Linked DNA regions of Ovis aries: regions 1 and 2 are each linked to region 3. A link is a contact called in public Hi-C data. All regions are on one chromosome and are shown on one strand. Each heading gives the region's core, a stretch centred on a gene start, on an enhancer-like site or on the middle of the called end of the contact. The rest is flanking DNA. Distances are from core to core; before and after follow the strand shown.

The links. A called contact is a pair of places that touch in the nucleus more often than the background predicts.
Region 1: a contact with region 3 is called in a Hi-C map of liver, with 5 times the contacts expected there. The contact joins two enhancer-like sites. A contact is called at or near these places in 3 of 16 Hi-C or Micro-C datasets (liver, mixed tissues and tail adipose tissue).
Region 2: a Hi-C map of liver shows a contact between it and region 3, with 7 times the contacts expected there. The contact joins two enhancer-like sites. A contact is called at or near these places in 3 of 16 Hi-C or Micro-C datasets (liver and mixed tissues).

The regions. Positions count from the first base shown.
Region 1 is chr1:33,629,750-33,634,529 of ARS-UI_Ramb_v3.0, forward strand. No RefSeq gene overlaps it. Among named protein-coding and RNA genes, the nearest start is that of TRNAS-GGA, 51 kb to the right of the region's middle. Within about 2 kb of position 3,517, at least 9 of the 54 cell types and tissues checked have an H3K27ac peak or open chromatin away from gene starts, as enhancers often do. A contact at or near this core is called in liver, where this site is marked.
Region 2 is chr1:33,531,802-33,536,560 of ARS-UI_Ramb_v3.0, forward strand. LOC106990843 (a long non-coding RNA gene) reads left to right here. Exons shown (of 3, transcript XR_001433726.4): 3 at 891-3,676. Among named protein-coding and RNA genes, the nearest start is that of JUN, 38 kb to the left of the region's middle. Within about 2 kb of position 2,035, at least 45 of the 54 cell types and tissues checked have an H3K27ac peak or open chromatin away from gene starts, as enhancers often do. A contact at or near this core is called in liver, where this site is marked.
Region 3 is chr1:33,785,381-33,789,931 of ARS-UI_Ramb_v3.0, forward strand. No RefSeq gene overlaps it. Among named protein-coding and RNA genes, the nearest start is that of TRNAS-GGA, 100 kb to the left of the region's middle. Within about 2 kb of position 2,116, at least 22 of the 54 cell types and tissues checked have an H3K27ac peak or open chromatin away from gene starts, as enhancers often do. A contact at or near this core is called in liver, where this site is marked.

The sequences.
Region 1 (4,780 bases), core at 2,267-4,766, 150 kb before region 3:
AGGTTTATATAGACTTGAGGTGAAAGAACCATGAACTATAAGAATAAAGGAAAGCATGCTTGGTGAAGACCTGACTTTGTGCTGGACACTGTGTTAAAGAGCTGGAGGTATGGAATTATTACCAATGGTCTTAGTACATACCCACAGTGTCCACCCTACTCATTTAATACCACCAGTATCGCCTGAGGGGGCCTAGGTATCCTCTGCTAGTCACGGAGGAAGCTCAGACATTCAGTCAGTGACTGGGGAGCCCCACTATCTGAGCCCTCCACACTGTAGCTGCAGAAAGAGGGGCTGAGACGGGAGTGACATGTCACAGTTCAGAGACCCTCGAGTACATGGTAACAGCTGGAGTCATACTCCGTGGCCTCTTTATCTGCTACACACAACTTCTTAGAAGTTCTCAGGTCCAGGACAGCAAGGCTCAGAAACCATTATTCCAGAAGAGCAATGTCCATTTGTAGGGCCCATCACCAGCTGCCAGCCCCATCTTCCCAATTGATCCAGCTTCTTGGTTTCTCCAGTGCGGGAGGGGTTCAACACCATGGGCTGCAGCTCTGCTCCACCAACTCCCAGGGCAGTAAAGGCAGTGCACCCACAGGCCGGGGGAACCCACCTGTGACCGAGAGGACGGGAGCGGGGCAGCCAGGAGGGGAAAGGAAGGGCTAGAGCCGGCGGCAGGTGGGGCCGGCGGCCAGGACTCCCCACACCCGCCTTAGAGAGAGGGAAGGCTCTGGGGACTGGCTTCCTTGTAAACAGTGCAGCCAACTCTAAAAATACTCTTGCCCTAGACAGGCACCCTGAGCTCCTTGGGTCTCCTCCAGCACCTTCAAGGGCCTCAGCCCGTTCCCTGAAAGGTCAAGGGGATGGGAGGAAAGTTCACTTGTAAAGAATAGGATTTCCTTAGCGAGGAGAGTATAACAATAATTCCTTCCTCTGCAAAACAGAAAGAGGACACTGCGGGTTTTAGCAACAACAACAACTACGACAAAAGGCAAGAAGCAGCTTCACCGGTTCCCTTGTTAGTTACTGGAGGCCCGGGCCCAGCTCAGGCCAGAGGCCTAGAAGTGCATTCACAGCCAAGGACCAGGGAGCCGGGAGAAGGGGCTGGGCGGGAAGCTCCAGCTGTTCCCTTATTAGGGGTGTGACCTGTGACTCAGCCACTCGATGCCTCAGTTTCCACATTTAGAAAAGGGAATATACAATAGTGTTTACTTCACTAGGGTGTGGAAAGGACTAAATGAGATGCTATATATAAGTCTCGTAGCACACCATGCTTGACATGTGGCAAACTCTGGGAAAATGCTCATTATTATGGCATATGGAAGGCTATAACTATGCCTGAATTCTAACTGAAATGTAGTTTAAAGGGAAACTGAGTCAGAAGACTGAAAGAGTGGTAGCAGATAAAAAGAGGTAGGAAGGGACAGAATCATAGAAAACTCAAATTTATATTTGATATATGGGAAACCTGAGACCCAGGGAGCAGAAAGGAATCATCCTAGGTCTGGCATTGCATTAACAGCTGCCTGTAGGTTTAATGTAAAATAACAGGGTGTGAGACCCCTAAAACCCTGGGTGACTGAAAGTCTGACCCAGTAGGAATTAGGAGAAAGAGGCCTTGCATTTATATGACATTTTAGTGTTGGGAGGCTTCCCTGGTGGCTCAGACAATAAAGAATCTGCCTGTAGTACAGGAGACCTGAGTTCGATCCCTGGGTTGGGAAGATCCCTTGGAGAAGGGAATGGTTACCCACTCCAGTATTCTTGCCTGGAGAATCCCACGGACAGAGGAGCCTGGCAGGCTAGTCCATGGACTCGCAGAGTTGGACACAACTGAGTGACTAACACATTCAGTTAGTGTTGGGAAGTCCTTTCCAAGGCAGACCCAGAACTCAGCAGATCCCCGACTGAGGGTGAACTCCATCAGGGGAGCGTGACGTGCAAGGACGTGGCCAAAGAGAACTCATTCTCAGGGCTGGTGGCTGTGATGATGGTGCCCTTGAACCCAAGGAGCATGGGGGCACAGGCAGGAAGAGCTTGGCTCTGCCCAAAGAAGAATCGTCTAACCTTGTGCTCTCCAGTGTGGTAGCCACTGGCTAAAGGTAGCCAAGGAGCACTTGAAATGTGGCTACTCTGGACTTTAAGGACAATTTAAAAAGGAAAAAAAAAATCATTCATCATTTGTTTATTGGTTCCATAAATATGATATTTTTAGATCCGTTGGGTAAAATAATACATCAAAGAATCCACCTGCCAATGCAGCCCATACAAAGAGATGCCTCTTGGATCCCTGGGTTGGGAAGATCCCTTGGAGGAGGAAATGGCAACCCACTCCAGTATTCCTGCTTGGAGAATCCCATGGAGAGAGGAGCCTGGTGGGCTACAGTCCATGGGGTCACAAAGAGTCGGACACGACTGAAGCAACTTAGCATGCACACTAGAAGATTCATAGTATCTTTCTTTTTTGGGCAGTGCTATTCTAACCGCTGCATTTGTACAATGGAGCAGGCTGTCTGATCAGGTGATGAGCTTCTCATCCCTGGAGATGTTTAAAGAAGGTGTTGTTCATGGAATTCTTATGGTTAGTAGGATAAACTCTGTAATCCCTTTAATGCTGCTTCAGTTGTGGCTCCCCACTGCGAGTCTCTGAAGAATCTTATTCTTTAGACTCTGAATAGATGTTACAGGAAAACAGACTGATGATCAATTTAACATGGAAAATTCTTGGTTAAAAAAATAAATAAGTTTCTCTATTCTGGGACTTCTCAGAATCTTATAGACACACAAAAGTACATCATGGTTCTTTATGAGAAGGACACTGTAGGCAGCATTCCTCATATTAAATGAACTTAATTATTAAGTTCATTCCTTGAGCATTTCTGTCCTCAGCTTCTCAAAAGAACATAGATTCTGTTGTCAGATGGCACTGAGCTCATATTCTGGCACAAATCCCAGATGAGTTTGGACAGGTTATCAAAATGAGAGGAAGAATATTTACCTCTTGGTATAGTTTTGAGGGTTACACTGAAAAAGTACATAGAAAGTGTTGCTATATAGTATACAGCAGTGTTGGGACTTTCCTGGTGGTCCAGTGGTTAAGAATCCACACTTCCAATGCAGCGGGCACAGGTTTGTTCCCTGGTTGGAGAACGAAGATCCCACATACCACCTGGAACAGCAAAAAAAGAAAAAGAAAAAGCAGTGTTATGCCTGATGCATAGTAGGCATTCAACAAATGGTAACTCTAAATTAACTAAAGCCCCAGGAGGGAGAGGCAAGTGGCCTTGCCAAGTACACACAAGAAATGACATTGCCGGAACTTGAACCTCCTTCTCTGGGTCCTTCTGGTTCACCTCACCCCGCTTTACTAATCAACAGTAAAAAAGGAACCCAGTTCATGGAAGGAGATAGAAGTTTCCTCAAATCTGGGTGATGTTATAGGCCAAGTGGGTTTTGAATGGGAGATGACTATTTCCTTCCCTCCCTCCTGCCTTGTCAGCTCTAGAGAATCTCTGACAAAGGAAGCCGCGGCCAGGCCTGGCAGGCTCCCCACCCGCCTCCTGCTCCTGGTTCCTGTTCCTGAGGTTCTTAGAGCCCCCAGCAGATGGGCTGCCCTTATCAGCCGGCTCCAGGCCAGAAGAGGAATCCTCAGGTCACATGCGGTTCTCTGGAGGGAGGGAGACCATGTAAATAAACACTGCCCCAGTGGAGGAAGGGGGGAGGGTCACTGGAAAAGAATCCTTGACATTTTGGTGACTGGACCAGGATGAAAGGCCACCAGGCACCGCTCCTATTGGCCATTTCTGGGGGGAATTGCCAATCCAGGCATCTTCCCAGGATTCAGGGTGGCCTTTAAATAGCCCTGGAGCTGGGGCATTCCCAGCGTGCTGCTGCCTTGATCCCAGCTTAATCCCTTGCCCAGGACTGACCTTTCACAGTTTACAGAGCACTTGATCTCTTGGCTCAATTGAGTCTCACAGAGCTCTCCCGAGAGAAGAGAGAAGGGAGTTTATCATCAACCCCGATTTTTAAATGAGGAAACTGAGGCTTGTGTTGCGAATAACTCCCTCCTGGCTACACAGCTGGCAGTGAGCGATTGAATCTGGGCTGAGATCCAAGTTCGTTTTGGTATCACATCCCAAGGTCTGTGCATCACACCAGTGTCCTCGGGTAGTGGGGGCACGGGGTGGGGGTGGGGGTCTTCCTTCATGCCTGCATCTGTACCCTGCCACCATAACCCAGAAACTCACATTCCAGGGAGGAGTGAAGGTGGCACGGGTTCAGCGTAATTCAGTGAATTTGCTGTGCGTTCTCGCTCAGTTGTGTCCGACTCTTTGCGACCTCATGGACTGAGTCCATCAGAAACATCAGTCCACAGGATTCTCCAGGCAAGAATACTGGAGTAGTTTGCCATGGCCTCCTCCAGGGGATCTTTCCAACCCAGGGATCGAACCCAGGTCTCCCGCAATCCAGATGGGGTCTTTCTCAGCTGAGCTACCAGGGAAGCATAAGACGGTCAAAATACAGTCATGCTATATCTTTCCACCGCTCCCTGGTGGCACAGTGGTTAAGAATCTGCTTGTAGTACAGGACACCCAGGTTTGATCCCTGGGTCAGAAAGATCCTCTGGAGAAGGAAATGGAAACCCACCCCAGTACTGTTGCCTGGGAGATCTCATGGACAGAGGAGCCTGGTGGGCTACAGTCCGTGGAGTCACAAAGAGGAGGACATGATTGAGTGACTAAAGCACCTAGAAAATGCAGGCTGATCTACAGGG
Region 2 (4,759 bases), core at 785-3,284, 250 kb before region 3:
GATAAGACTAAGGGCTCTAGGTCAGCGGTCGCCGGGCGTGCGACTTCCGGCTGCTAAATTAGGCGAGCGGGCGCGGCAGCAGCGAATCAGCTGATAGGTAGAACTGGAAGAGGCTTTGGACATCCTGTAGGTAGGTAAAGAAAAAGGAGGGAAGGGGCGGCGCCCAGAAACAGCTAGGTCATCGCACCACTGTCTGTAGTTGCAAACGCGCCTTTTGCGCTTTATCCTTGCCCCCTGCCAGGGGCAGGAAGGTTGGATGGAAGGAACCAGGGACAGAACTGTATTGGAATTCAGTCCCATCTACCGGCTTTTGTGTTCTGGAGCAGTTAACTTCCCCTGCCTACCAGAGTACGGGATCCTGCTCAAAGCGTGGTGTGAGGAGTCATGAAACCGCATAGGAACGATGCCTAGCACCTGAGTAGTGGAGTAGTGGAGTTGCTCAGTCGTGTCCGACTCTTTGCGACCCATGGACTATTGCCTACCAGACTCCTCAGTCCATGGGATTTTCCAGGCAAGGGTACTGGAGTGGGTTGCCATTTCCTTCTCCAGGGGATCTTCCCGACCCAGGGCTCGAACCTGGGTCTCCCGCATTGTAGACAGACGCTTTACCGTCTGAGCCACGATAAAACGGGGTTCCCTTTCTCTTTGTTTCAGACCCAGGTCTCACTCCCAGCCCGGAAGGTGCGCCCCAGAGGCCACCCTAGGACCGTAGGATCTGGGTGGCAGGAGTCCTGGTTTGATAATAACTCCAGAATCAACCTCTTTGACAAGTTATCAGATAGGGCGGGACGTGTGGAAGGATTCCGAAGGCTGCCTTTAGGTCCTGTTTCTGTGATCCTAGGAGGGCATTCCAATGCGTTCTTTGATTCGCGTTATTTATTTATTCACAGATTCCTATCAGGAGAACCGCTTTGTACTGCCTCCCCCGGCGACGTTCCCGGCCCGCCAACGTTTCTTTCGTCCATACAAGGCCAGCTTCCACCCGCTGCTTTTGTGTAAATAAAGCCTGGCGTTCTGCCTGCAGGTTGCAGCCAGAAGCCGGCCGGTGGGGGAAGGGTTCGGAACCGGTACGACCGCCTCAGCCGGGCCGGGAGAGGCCGAGAGCCCGCCACGCTCAGCCGTCGCGCGGGGGCGGCACTCCGGGCCCCTCAGAACGAGCCGAGCGGAGAAACCTAGCACGTGAAAGTCCCCACCCACCTGCACCCTCTTCCGTGGGTCACCCCGCGCGTGACAGGCCCTTGACAAGTATCGTCCTGAATTCTCCCCGCGACCCTGGGAGTATCCTCTCCATTTTATAGACGAGAGACTGAGGCTCACCAAGTGTAAGTGGCTTGACCGAGGTGCCATAGGCGAAAAAAGTGGCAAACCAAGAAATTCTAACCGAGTATAGCTGGCTGCAAAACCACCCCACCGGTCACCAGCGAGACTGTAAAAGTCTTAAAGGAGAAGGAAAAAAAAAAATACACGAATCAGATTAACAGATCGTAGGGAGTTGAAAGGGCCTTCCAGAGCTGCTGGTATTTCAAACAAGTGGACTCGAAGCACGGGAAAAGTAACAAGACTACTTTTCCTCGGTGACCAATCATATTCTTTTTTTAAAATTAAATATATATTTATTAAAATAGATTACGATGGAGAAGAATATAATTTTAAAATAATGATAGCTGAAAACAGAAGACTTAAATGTCAGGCTGTTTCCACCTCGCACACCTTTCGTTCGATTGCACACACATTCTTGACCTGAAGTACACAAACAGGCAAACTGAGGCCCGAAACCAGTCCCACTGAGAGCGAGAGGCGGAGTGGGAGGAGAACCGAGATTTCCGGGCTCTCGGCCTGGGGTGCTTTCGGCTGGGGGCGGGGGTCCTGTTTGTAAACAGGTGTCCTCGGATAGCCACTGCCGATTTTTGTCACTCCGCCAACCGAAGAAACGAGTCTGAGTAATCGCGAGCAGTCAGCGCAGCTGGGGCTAAAAGCGAAAGGGACGCGCGCGCGACAGGCCAGGGAGGGCAACGGGTAAAGCGCGCGGGCGGGGCCGCAGCCGGGGTTCCCGCGGGGCGAGCGTGCGGTAGGCGTGCTCCCAGACAGCTCTCGACGGCCCCGCCCCGCGCAGGCGCGGACGCTGCAGGCCCCGCCCCTGCTCCCAGCCCGGGGGACCCATCCCGGACCTGAGAATCCCGGTCCCAAACCCCTCCTCCCAACAGGGGCTAAAAGGTGCAGGGGGCTTTTGATCAGCCCGTCCAGCTTCAGGTCCTGGGACCGGCGGCCCTGTCCTTGCGCGTGGAAACAGTCAGGTTCTTAGGCTTGACCTTAAATCCGCCCCTGGTATTTGCTAACACTAAGGTCTTAAGAAAATTACCTAAACTCTCTCTCAGTTTCTGCATCTGTAAAATGGGAGTTAACGAGTCTTACCTCATGTAATTGCTGTGAGAAGTAAATGTGTACCTAGCTGTAAAGGTCTAGAACATTAAAAAGAAAAAAACAAATGCTGTTTTACTGTTATTGCTAGGCGGGCCTGGGTGGGACTCTCAGGCCAATTCAGAACTGGATGACCTGGGCAGATGGACTTTCTTCGTTCCCCCACCTGGAAAAGAGAGCTTCATTGCAATTGCCGTCACAGGGTGGGGATGAGGACAGACGGCCCTCCCCAGCATCTGGCAAGACTACACGCGGTTATGTTTGCAACTCATTACTTGCCATCATTGTCTTAAGCATTTTGCACTTATGAGTGCCTTTCATCCTACACAATTGCAGTATGACAGAGATATTACCATTTTCCATTTCACAAATAGGAAACTGAGACAGAGAGGTTAAATGATTATCTAAGGTCACTCAGCTACTAAGTAGGATTTGCACAGAGCGGCAAAATCTGGCTTCCTATTCCGTGTTCCTAACTCCCACCAGATGTAGGAGGCAGGGTCTGGGGATGCAGACAGGAATAATGATGGCACACAGCCATCTCCTCAACAAAGGGCAAGATCTCCTTTCTTAGTTTGCCCGCCTTCCTTGCGTATTCTTAAGCATTGTAGGCACTTGATCATGTTTTACAGGTGCATTGTGTGCGCCTGGGGCAGGGAGGTAATTGACATTGTGAATGTCCCTCTTCCCCTATTTTTGTGGTCTAGTTACAAGTCTTTACTTGGAGGGTGGACATTAGATGTTTTAGGTGATGGAGAACTTAGTGTCTAGTAGGTACTCCCGGTACCTGAGTTCCTCCTTCCCTGTACTTAGCGAATACACTAAGGCTTAGACCTTTAAATAATAATGATTGCTTCTGCCTCTGAAAATTACTGTCTGTGCTGTGGGGTTCCCAGAACTGAGGATGAACTTACTGTATTTATCACTTAATCATTTCCAAAACAGCTTATGACTACGACATCTTTAATCAAAGGTGCAGAATTCTCCCTCTCCAAGCCTCCCTCTTTGGGGCGCCTGTGATAACTCTTGCTGTAAATGACTAAAGCTATTAAATATAGAATGTAGATCTTCCTGCGATGCAAGTTTAAGCTGTCGTTATATTCATTGCTTAAATGTTATGATCGTTTCAAGCTTGCCTTTTGCATATGAAGCCTTGAGTTAAATGTGGAAAGTAAGGGGGGAAAGTGCTTAACGGTTGGAAATAAAAGCATGCAGTGGATAGGTTTCCAGAGTAAAAAAAAAAAAAAAAAAAAAAAAAGCTTTAAATTTTAGAAGATTTGAATCCTGGTCTGGTTCCAGGCAGCATGCCCTGAATTCCCAGGCAGCATGCCCTAAATTCCCATCATCCAGCAATGCTGTATTCTGAGGGTTAAACCACCCTTAGACAATGCAATGAGCTGAACTGATGACAAAACATTAAACTGTGAGTTTCTCCTTGAACATGAGATAGCTGTGGAGAGGGTTCAGCAAATGGTAGACACTCAAGGGAAGTCTTTATGATTAGGGACTGGGATGCAGAGAGACCACTGAATATTTTCCAGTCAACTGATTTTTATTGAATACCTACTATGTGCTAGATGCTTATAAGTCCATTATTTCAAATTAATTGCAAAATGAACTTGTGAGGAAAACATCATGTTATCGAGGAAGAAATTGACACTCTAAAAAGTTCGTTAACTTGCCTGTCTCACCAGGGAGTAAGTAGTATAATCTGAGTTGCAATTTGGGTCTAATCCTAAATTCAGCGGCCAATTCACTGCACCTCTCTTCTTTTTCCCGTATGCCTGGCTGTCAGTCATCTTAGACCTGGAGGCAAGAATCAGAGGGGACTTTAAGTTGCCCTCAACCGGGGTTTCTCTGCCTCTTTATGAAATCCAGGTCACTGTAGATAAATGCAAAAGCCTTTTCTGAATGAGTTTCAAATTAAAAATACATATTATGATTCAAAACAAAGCAAAGGGACAGCATTTTCACATTTTCAGGTTTTTTGTTTGTTCTTTTGTTTGTTCTTTTGCTTTGCAGCCATGCTCTGTGGCATTTGGGATCTTAGTTCCCCTACCAGGGATCCAACCTGTGTCCACACATCCCCCTGCTTTGGAAGCGCAGAGTCTTAAACCGCAGAGTCCCTGAACCGCCAGGGAAATCCCATCTTCAGTATTTTGTTTTTAAACCCAATAAGCCTCTTCAGAGCTTTGGGTTCTAGCTCCTCACCTCCACCCACCCCAGTGAGAGCTGCTCACACCTCTCACCTCCTGGTCAATTCCTTCCTGGGAAGTAAAGCCCAGAGAGGAATGAATTGCTAGTGACATGGTCAGCACCTGCACTCGGGTCTGACTGGCTG
Region 3 (4,551 bases), core at 866-3,365:
AACCTAACACTTGTGTTATAGGTGTTAAACTGGTCCCTTCCCACCCTGTTATATATTACCTTTCACTCAGTTACCTCTGCTCAAATCTATTGTTTACTTGGCCAGTGAGAGTTCTTTCTAAACTAAAACTTAATTAAGATAACTATCTGCTTAAAATCCATCATCCACTGCAGAGATTTGAGTTTGTTTGTGGGTTTTTAAAGTTTATGGATAGCCTTCAGCAAATCTGTGAACATCCCGAAATGTACACCCTAGTTCTATTTGTGTACACATCAACTTTGTTCAGATTCTCAGAGGGGTCTGTGACATCTCTCACACCACATAATTCCCAGTCCCTCCTCCTCCTAAAATAGTTTCCAAACCTCTGATCCACAGAATCAAGTCCAAACTCTTTAATTTGTAAGGCATGCAAAGCCCTTCTTGATATACTGTCTTCATTTTGAAGTCTGTTGTTCAATTGCTCAAACAAATCTCACTATTCCTCATCTCCTTGCCTTTGCTCAAGGTTTGCCCTCTGATTTGAGCATCTTTTCCTTCCCATTTTTCCTGCTGATCTTTCTCACCTGGTTAACTCCTACTTAACTATTGTAACTGAATTCAAGAGTTCCCTCTTCCAGAAAGTTTCCTCTGACCCCCTCTTCCACCCCAAACTGGTGGAGAGTTCCTTCCCTGGGCTATCAAAGTGCAGATGCCTCCACTTCTCTAGTCACACTGTGCTCCCATGAGATGAAGGTCTTCGAGGATAAGACTGTCTCACTCATCCTTTCCCTCTTCTCTTTCCCTAAAGCCAGTGGTCCTCGGAGATCAGCAGCATCCTCACCACCTGGGACCTTGCTAGAAGTACAAATTCTTCGGTGGGTCCCACCCCAGACCCACTGAATCAGAAACTGGGGGTGGGGCCAGCAAGCTGGGCTTTAACAGGCCTTCCAGGGGATTCTGATGCCCGCTCAAGTCTGAGAAGCAGTGACCTCAAGAGATTCTCTTATCTCTTGCCTGGTCCACTGGGACAGCTCCTCACTGAGCTTCCTCATCTGTTACTTTCCAATCTGTTTCCCACACTACAGCCAGATTACTTTGTTGTAGCATGGTGGCACAGTGGTAAATAATCTGCTCGCCAATGCAGGAGACATCAGAGATGCAGCTTCAACCCTTGGGTTAGGAAGATCCCCTGAAGTAGCAAATGACAACCTCCTCCAGTATTCTTGCCTGGAAAAGTCCCTGAACAGAGGAGCCTGGTGGGCTACAGGCCATGGGATTGCAAAGAGTCAGACATAACTGAGTGACTGAGTACACACAGTACAACATGTAAGGGCCCTGCTCAAAAGCCTTAAGTGGCTTCCTTTTCCCCTTAGAATTAAAGACAGATGCTTCACCATGGCCTGCAGGATTCAGCCTTGGTTTTATCTCCAGCCTTGCCCTGCAGTTCCCCACCACTAACTCTCCACCACGAGACACACTGGCTTGCTCTCATACTTTTAACTTCTTAGAGCAGCAATCTCTTTCTGCCTCAGGCCTTGTGCTGGGACCAGGGAAAGGGCATAAACGAGTCACCTTCTCTGCCCTTGAGGAGGGGCAGTCAAGTAGGAGACACAGATATGGACACAAATAAACAGGCAGATTACAGGAAGCAAAGGAACAGAGTTAGGCATGTGTAGACAGGCAGCCAAGATTAATTCCATCTGGGGATTTCCTTTCTGTGGCCATTTCCAACTGTTCCGAAGCTCTACGAGGAAGATTGCCCCATCTGAACATTTCAGCTCTAGTTATTCCATTGCCCTGAGCCTCAGTCCCCACATCTGTAAAATGGGGCAGGGGCAGGCCACATCAGGATGCATGTAGTGCGCACTTGAGCATAGAGCGTGCCTGCTGCAGGGGCTCAGCAGGGCCATGGGTCTCCCTTGTTTCTGGAGCAATCCAAGTTTAGATCTTGGGGACACCTGAGCCTCAACAGAAAATTGAGTATGTCCTGAAAAAATGAGTTCAGCAGCAAGCTTGAGGTTAGGCCTAAAGAGAAAGGAAATTTCCCCTCCACATTAAGAAATCTCCCTCCTGTGGGTGTGGTAGTGAATGTGAAAGTGGAACCTCCCTCCTGGCCCCTGCACTTACCAGAAGGAGCACTGAGGCTTGCAAAGGCCTTACAGAAAGAGCAGCTGCTGAACAGGAACTGGGGCCACCGGTTCTGGGAAGCTGGAGGCTTCTGGGGCAGAGCCCAGAGGCCCAGTGTTTACAAAGCCCAGAAGCACCTGCACCCAAACCGTGTTAGACACAGACCAAATAATGGTGAGCTCTTGGCACATCCCCTAGAGAGAAAGCCAGGATCACTTCTCCAGGGCTCAGAGCTCTCAGCTTCCCAAACAGTGCAGCTATGGCCACCAGGAGGAAGTGGGGGATGCAGAACAGGCTGAGTAGGTTAGATAGTCATTTATTCATTCATTCACTCCTAAATTCTTCATCTGTCAGATGGGGAAAGGAAGTATTTTTATTGTCTATTTGGAATACATATAGTGGGGAAGGATGGAAAAAGTGTTGTTAGAGAGAGCAATAGAGAGAATAAATTCAGTCATTATTTCATATACCCTAACTAAGCACCTGGGCCTCTCAGGTGGGTGAGTTAAGAATCCACCTGCCAATTCAGGAGATGCAAGAGGTACAGATTTGATCCCTGGGTCAGGAGGATCCCCTAGAGGAGGAAATGGTCACCCACTCCAGTATTCTTGCCTGGAAAATCCCAGGGACAGAGGAACCTGCTGGGCTACAGTCCCTGGGGTTGCAAAGAGTCAGACACCACTGAGCAACTGAGAATGCATGCATGCAACTAAGCACTGGCTATAATAAAAACAATAATGGATGTTCATAGAGTGCTACTTTAATCCTTATAACCACTCTTCTGAAGGAGCTTCTGTTATTTCAATTTACAGATGAGAAACTGAGGCTCAGAAAGATGAACTCACCCAGATTACATGGCTCGTCAGTGCTGGAACCGGGATTTGAACATGAGCCCACTGTTAACTAGTCCTGTGCTCAGAGCCACAGACAGAGCCTACAGCATATCTCTGGCACTAGAGTGGGGGATCTTCAAGGTCAAGGATAATCATCTATTAACCTCTGAATCTGCTGTGCCTGGGCCAGAGCCCAGGGTGTAGAAGCTAATCACTAAATGTGGGTGGGCCACTTTAAATTTCTAAAGCAAGGTGAAACAAAGCAATCTGGTAGGGCAGACAGGGGAGCAAACAGAGCATTGTGAGTAACCGGTGTGCGTGCGTGTGTGTGCGTGCGTGCGTGCGTGTGTGCGTGCGTGCGTGCGTGCGTGTGTGTGTGTGTGTGTGTGTGTCTGACTCTTTGTGACCCTGGGGAGCAAACAGAGCATTGTGAGTAACCGGTGTGTGTGTGTGTGTGTGTGTGTGTGTCTGACTCTTTGTGACCCTGGGGAGCAAACAGAGCATTGTGAGTAACCGGTGTGTGTGTGTGTGTGTGTGTGTCTGACTCTTTGTGACCCTGGGGAGCAAACAGAGCATTGTGAGTAACGTGTGTGTGTGTGTGTGTGTGTGTGTGTGTGTGTGTCTGACTCTTTGTGACCCTGTGAACTGTAGCCTACCTGGCTCCTCTGTCCATGGGATTTTCTAGACAAGAATACTGGAGTGAGTTGCCATTTCCTCCTCTGAGGGATCTTCCTAGACCAGGGATCAAACCCATGTCTCCCATGTCTCCTGAGTCTCCCACGTCTCTGGCATTGCAGCCAGAATCTTTACCTGCTGAGCCATGGGGAGACTGATGTAACAGGCAGGTGCCTACAAAGGACGCCCTGGGCTTGTGCTGCACCCATTAGGGTCTCAACAGCCAATCATTTCATCTGTGTTTAGAAGAGGGCTTATCTGCAAAGATGCAGAGGTAGAAGAATCACAGGGTGAGTACAGGAGCTTAGTAGCTGCTGACCTTTTCCCACAAGGGGAGGGAGCATCCTGCAGAGTTGATCACCTTAGGAGGAGCAGTGAGGGACATGCCAGCTCCAATGTGCTTGCAGGGAGGAAGGCATTCCCTCCTTTCTTCTGAAGTTCCCAACCGGACAAGCACCCACTGATGCCATCCCCACAGATCAACTTCTTGGGCACAGCGCAAATGGAGAAAGCTGGAGTGTGGATCTAAAAAGGGGGGAAAAAAAGATACTCTGCAGAGATGGGAAGGAGGTGCAGGTGTTTACTGGAAAGCAAAACTGGATGGGACATTCCCCTTGAGGGAAAGGAAGTGCAGTCACCTTGCCCGGAAGGCTTGGAATACTTAAATATATCAGGACATTGGGAATGAGAGAGGGAGTGGTAGGAATCAAGATCAGAGAGACGGAGACTGGATCATGGGACGGTAAAGCAGGGGTAAAGGTGAAGCGCCTGTTCTGCAGGCGCTGAGAAACACTGAAGGCATTTAAGCAAGGAAGTGACCAGCATCTGTATGTTTAACACATTATTAACTGTATGTAAAGACTTACGGTGCCCATTATAGATGCTTGGAAAATGGTGGCTAACTAAAGCGGCCATTCCCCAATGAGAAAGCAGACTC